2 separate regions of the Mus musculus genome follow, and region 2 is linked to region 1. Evidence: chromatin contacts called from public HiChIP or PLAC-seq data. All regions are on one chromosome and are shown on one strand. The core of a region is the stretch at or near the end of the contact, and the rest is flanking DNA. Distances in the headings are between cores, read along the strand shown.

The links. HiChIP or PLAC-seq counts read pairs in DNA pulled down with a chosen protein or histone mark.
Region 2: a contact with region 1 is called in an H3K4me3 HiChIP or PLAC-seq map of forebrain, with 2.5 times the contacts expected there. The contact joins the promoter of Sema4d here to the enhancer-like site in region 1. A contact is called at or near these places in 3 of 39 promoter capture datasets (the 3T3-L1 cell line, the C10 cell line and cranial neural crest), 1 of 15 datasets of contacts at CTCF or cohesin (CD8 T cells), 33 of 484 Hi-C or Micro-C datasets (B cells, the Ba/F3 cell line, CD4 T cells and 21 more), 26 of 115 datasets of contacts at active chromatin or transcription factors (the 230-238 cell line, CD4 T cells, CD4 single positive thymocytes and 18 more) and 4 of 9 other capture datasets (adipose tissue, bone marrow-derived macrophages, liver and 1 more).

Annotation. Positions count from the first base shown.
Region 1 is chr13:51,752,016-51,754,633 of GRCm38.p6, reverse strand. The region is part of intron 2 of Sema4d (sema domain, immunoglobulin domain (Ig), transmembrane domain (TM) and short cytoplasmic domain, (semaphorin) 4D); the gene reads left to right. Among named protein-coding and RNA genes, the nearest start is that of Sema4d, 40 kb to the left of the region's middle. Within about 2 kb of position 1,328, at least 57 of the 459 cell types and tissues checked have an H3K27ac peak or open chromatin away from gene starts, as enhancers often do. A contact at or near this core is called in B cells, cerebral cortex and forebrain, where this site is marked.
Region 2 is chr13:51,792,354-51,794,971 of GRCm38.p6, reverse strand. Sema4d (sema domain, immunoglobulin domain (Ig), transmembrane domain (TM) and short cytoplasmic domain, (semaphorin) 4D) reads left to right here and starts at 1,294. Exons shown (of 16, transcript NM_013660.5): 1 at 1,294-1,475.

The DNA.
Region 1 (2,618 bases), core at 79-2,578:
GCATTCTGCAGGAACAGCAGCTGTGGCATTGCTTTGAGGTCAGTGAGAAAGATGGATGACACACGTCTAAGGAGCAGGTAGACTGAGGGTCAGGGCTTAGGGGAAGATGGATGTAGGAATGAGCCCTGGATTTGGGGGGTGGGGGGAGGCAGATGAACAGAGTGTCTGGATGTGCCAGCAAGACTCTAAGCGTCTAGTGGGTGTCAGGGCATTTCCTTCAGCTCCTCCACAGCCTGGGACACAGACTCCCATCTCTTTCCAGGGCTTCTCATTTTGTGGGGTTTGCCCTGGGGCAGGAGGTGGGGGTTCACGCTCCAGCTGTTACCTGGCAAGTCTGACCAGGAAGTGGTGGGGAGTTTCCCAGCAGGCTGCAGGTGGGCCTTCTAGACTGTGAGTCTTGGTCTGGGGTAAGCAGCTTCCTGGGGGTAGGGGAAGTGACTGGGCAGGTGATGTGTGGGCCTGCCTGCCTGCCTGCCTGCCTGCCTGCCTGCTCTTCTGATTCTGGGTCTTGGGTTTTTGTGGGCTTAGGCCTTTTCCTGCATGCTGGGGTCTATTGAACGGCTGTCTCTTCAAGCTTCCCCTGAGCAGCAGGTGGGGAGTTGGCCTCCGCTATACTCTTTATTTCTTTAATGACTTTCTGATCCCCTCCTGCTGAGCATCTGAGCTCTGTGATGCTGTTGCTGTCTCCTCTTGGTTTCCACATTCTTTTTGTGCTCCTGTGATATAAGGGACCAGCTCCACACCATGCCTGCAGAGGTGCTTGAGTTGAGTCAGGCAGGAAAACCATCAAGGCGAGGCTAAGGTGCTGCACCCCTTCCCTTGCTAGGCCTTCATGGTTGTCCAAGCCCCTCCTATTGCTCTACCTACTGGCCTTGCCACAGGCAGTTGGACAACAGAGTCTCTTGGGTCTGAGAGTGTGGCCTGAGCCCTGGAAAGAGAGGACACTGGGTATTAGGGTTGGGAGGGGACACACTTACAGCCTCCCTCACAGACTTGCTGGGTGTTGATCCACACACCATGCTGTGTGGGATGCTGGTGTGCTAAAGACATAATGGCACTCAGAGAAGCTTTTTGAAGTGGCTGGGGGTGGGGGGGCTGAGAGGGGCTATCAGTCCTGTTTTAGGCGTCCCTGTGCCGCTGCTGTGACTGGTCTCATGATCACTGCAGAGAAGACGGGACACACGGCCCTTCCTCCAGTCGCCTGCCTGTCTGTCATCGACAGTGACCGCTCCCTGTCCTTTTCATCTGAGACTGACATTTAATAGATCAGAAGCAAAGCGATCCAGCTGCTGTTGGGAGCAGGAATGAGGGGCAGGCAGCTGAGCAGCCCAGCCCCAGTCCTAAAAGAAGCCAGTATTGTCCAGTGCTCTGCTGGTGCAGGCTGGGAGTGGGGGTTGGAGCCCTGAGGAGGAGCTGCCAGGCAGGGGGATGGGTCCTCTGCCCTCTCTTTCCTGTTCTTGGGAACATCCAACATGTCACTTGGATATGACCTGCCATACACCTCAGCCTAGGCCTGGCTTTTACAGTCATCCGTCATGTCTAGAGGTCAGGCCCTGCAGAGCCGTCACCAATCACCAGTGTTGTCTGCTGTGCAGAATTGCAGCGGGCCCGCTGGCATGAAGGAGAACACTCCCTACTGAGTCCTGCATGTGTGGCGGGAGAGGGGCCTGTCCGCCGATACGCTGATGGGGTTTAGGGCATTTCTTTCAGCATGGTGGCATGTGGGGTGGTTGGACCAGTGCCTTACAGGCGTTGACTGGGAGCTGAGGAAGCAGTTTGCCGTGGGAGGTGGCTGCTGTTCTTAGAAGGCTGTACTGTTGTGAGTGGCGAAAGCAGGCTGCTGATCGGGGAGACAACTTTTGGAAGCTTGCACACAGCAAGCAAATCTCCACACTGCTTTGTCACTGGGGGAAAACAGTATCAGAATAGAGAACTCCCAGAGTCATTGTGGGCTGGCTGACCCCTGTTGGCTCAGGTCTTCAACTCAGGATTGACCCAAGCCAGCTCAACCTCCAGCATCCAAATAGGACTGACTATCTCTTGTTTCACCCAGGCACACATCTTACCCCCCACCCCAGGCGTGTTTCCGTGTCTCACCCCCTGCTTGATTCCACATGGGTAACTCTGGTCCCCTGCTGGCATTTGGTGAACTGCCCAAGCGCAGCAGGTACCCATATGTGCAGGTGGGTGTGAGCAGGTTCTGCACATGATACTGGGGAGCTGGCATGGAAAACTCCTTTTTTTCAGATCATTTCCCCACCCCCACCCCCACACCCCACACCCCACATCTCCCACTCCATCCCCGACAGCCTGGTGGCTTTACAAGGAGAAGGCCAGACTGAGAGAGTTGAGGTGAAGAGAAACAAACAGATGTGAGTATTTATGCATATAAGCGGGTGTGCGTGCATGCCCTGTCATGTATGTAGAGGCCAGAGTATATATAGCCTTATGTCGGGTCTCAACCTTTCACGGGAGACAGATCAGGCAGCCAACTGTGCTGCTGTAAGGTACAGAGCTGAGATTATAATCTCAAGGTGATGTTCCGTCGTTTATCTTTTTATTACGTGTGTGTGTGTGTGTGTGTGTGTGTGTGTGTGTGTGTGTGTATGTGTGTGTGT
Region 2 (2,618 bases), core at 45-2,544, 40 kb before region 1:
AACCTGAAGAAGCTTCCTGGTTCTTTCTAGGACCTTCTATCCTTTAGGAAGGGCTTGCTCAGTTTAACTGCTGTCAGCTGCCTGCCTTCCCAACAGCCTCATCCCTGCTGGAAGCCCCTAAGGGCCTTCTGGAATTCAGGAAGCCACCAGTCTGCCTAGAGACTGGTCTTGATCTATTTCTTGGTTCTTCCGGCAGGTTCATTAAGGAACTGGGTTTCCTTTTAGGGAGGGACTGTGTCTCTGGGCAGCACTTCCCACCTGGCCAGTTACTGTGTGAACTGAGGGTCACTTCTCCCTTCAAGGGCAGAAAAGGACATGCCCTGTGGCTGCAGTGTGTGTGTGTGTCTGTGTGTGTGTACCCATGCAATATGCCATGAGGTCAACCCAGGTGTTGTCCACTTAGTTTTAGGAGACAGGGTCCCTTACTGAAATCTGAGTCTGACTTCGGATTAAGTAAGGCAGGCTGGCTGGCCAGTGAACTCCATCCAGGGTTCCACCAATAGTCTCTGCCTCAACACTGGGATTACAACAAAGCACCACTGTCTGGGTTTTTTTTTAATCATAGGTTCTGGAGCACCAACCTCAGAAAGCATGTTAAGGACCTGGCTATGTCTACCCTTTGTACCAACCAACTTCGGAAGGCCCAGAATTAGTTAGAAATGTATCTCATCGGGAGCTGCATACAGGAAGCCTTGGTCCATGGGAAGAACCACCCACACCTTGCATTGAGAACCCCAAAGGGTCTATCCTAGATCATAAAGGTAAGAGCCCAGCATCTCTGGGGTCAACGCTGGTGACCCCAGAGCATGGGGCACAGGAGACTTTGGGGACCTGGACGAGCAGGCTGGATCATTAGGAGGCTGAAAGGATCAAAAGGCTCCTTTTGCTGGTAATCTCCTCTGTTTTCAAGAGACCAGACTTGGGTAGGAAAGAGCCCCTGGGGTCTGGACCATGGGGCTTTGGGGGATGGGGGACGGGGGGGGGGGGACACGGGGGAAGAGGACGAGGGAGTTGGATGAAAAGAGGAAGAGGTGGTGGAAGGTAAATGGGGAAGGAAAGGAAGGGAGGGAGAAAGGAAACAAGAGGGGAGCAGGAGAAAAAGACTGGGGTAGGTGAAGACAGGGGCGGGGCGCGGGAGGGCAAGGAAGAAGGGAGAGAGGTTGGGGTGAGAGGAGGGACTAGGAGGAAGGGGGAGGGGCGAAGGGAGGGAAGAGACGGGAGGGGGAGGGGAGGAGGCGGGAAGGGAGGGAGAGGGGGTGGGGCCTGCACGCTAGCCCCGCGCCCTCCTTCCCCACGCCGGCCTCCGCTCCCTCTCGCGCCGCAGCATCTCCGCGCGTCTCCCGGCCTCCCCGACTCAAGCTCCTGGCGCCGTTCGCCTCTGTCGTCGCTGCCACCAACGCCGCCGCCATTCTTGGCGCGGAGCTGGCCTGGCCAGCCCCCGCCGAGAGCCTCCGCGGGTCGGACGCGCGCTCCAGGTAAGCGACTGGGCCGGCGCGGGAGGAGCGCGCGCGGGGTTGGGCAGGTGCGCGGAGCGCGGCGAGCCCCCGCGGTAAACCTAGGAACCCTGTTGGAGCCTCTCCTGCGACCCCCTCGGGGCTCCCAGGATCCCTCTCCGAGCTTCTTCCCCAGGTTCTCCCACACCGCTAGGACCTAGTCTGCATTCCCACCTGGATGCCCCCGGACTCCCTCTGCGTTCGCATCAGGATCCTTTGGGTCCCCTCTGAGTCCCATCCGGATTCCTCACCCCCCTCTACATTTCCACCGCGTTTTCCAGACCCTCTCTGCAGTTCCACCCCAGCCCGGATCTCTCTCCGGCGTCCCTTCCCTAGCTCCCGCCAGGCCCTGGCAGGCAGGTGGCTGGAGCAGGGACACGGGACAGGCAGCGGATGCGACTTGACCAGCCAGGCCCTGCACGCTGGGACCCCCGGGTGCTGACTCCTTGATCGGTGCCTCCCAGGTCAGGCCCGGTGCCCGTAGCCGGGCTCCCAGCCCCGGCCTAACCAGCTTCTATTTCGGTCTCCCAGGCCTTGGCTCGGGTGCACCGGATGTGGCGCGGTGCACTCAGACAGGTGCGGCCGCGGTGAGGTTGCCACCGCCGGGCAGTGGGCACTGCAAGGCGGTGGCTTCCTGGAAGATTCGGGCTGCGTTATTCTAGAACCGCCCGGAACCACCACCAGCTTTAGCTCGAGCTGCACCTGTTGCTGGCGCCCGATGATTTGCAGGGGGCTGGTTCTGTTGGGGCTCAGCCAGTTATGGCTTGGGGAAAAAAATCAGCCAAAAAACAAAACAGCGCTGAGCACGTAGCTGCCCTCTATATGTTTTCTGTTTAGTCTCTCTGTGGGTGAATGTGGAGTTTTGGCTTTCAATGAAGCATGTGGTGAAGGCCTGCCCCTACATACTGGGTCATTTGCCACATGAACTTGTCCTGCTTTTGTTTTGAAAACCCTCACTGTGTGGAGCACAGCCCAGGCCCGTGGGTGGCCCAACCTCTCACTGGACTGGGGGCCTGTAGCCAGCCATCTGACCCAGCTGTGGGTCTACCAGGCGCTACCAAACGGAAGTTTCCTTCCCAGGAGGGTGAAGTGACACCAGCGGTCTGTCACTTCATATGTGCCCCT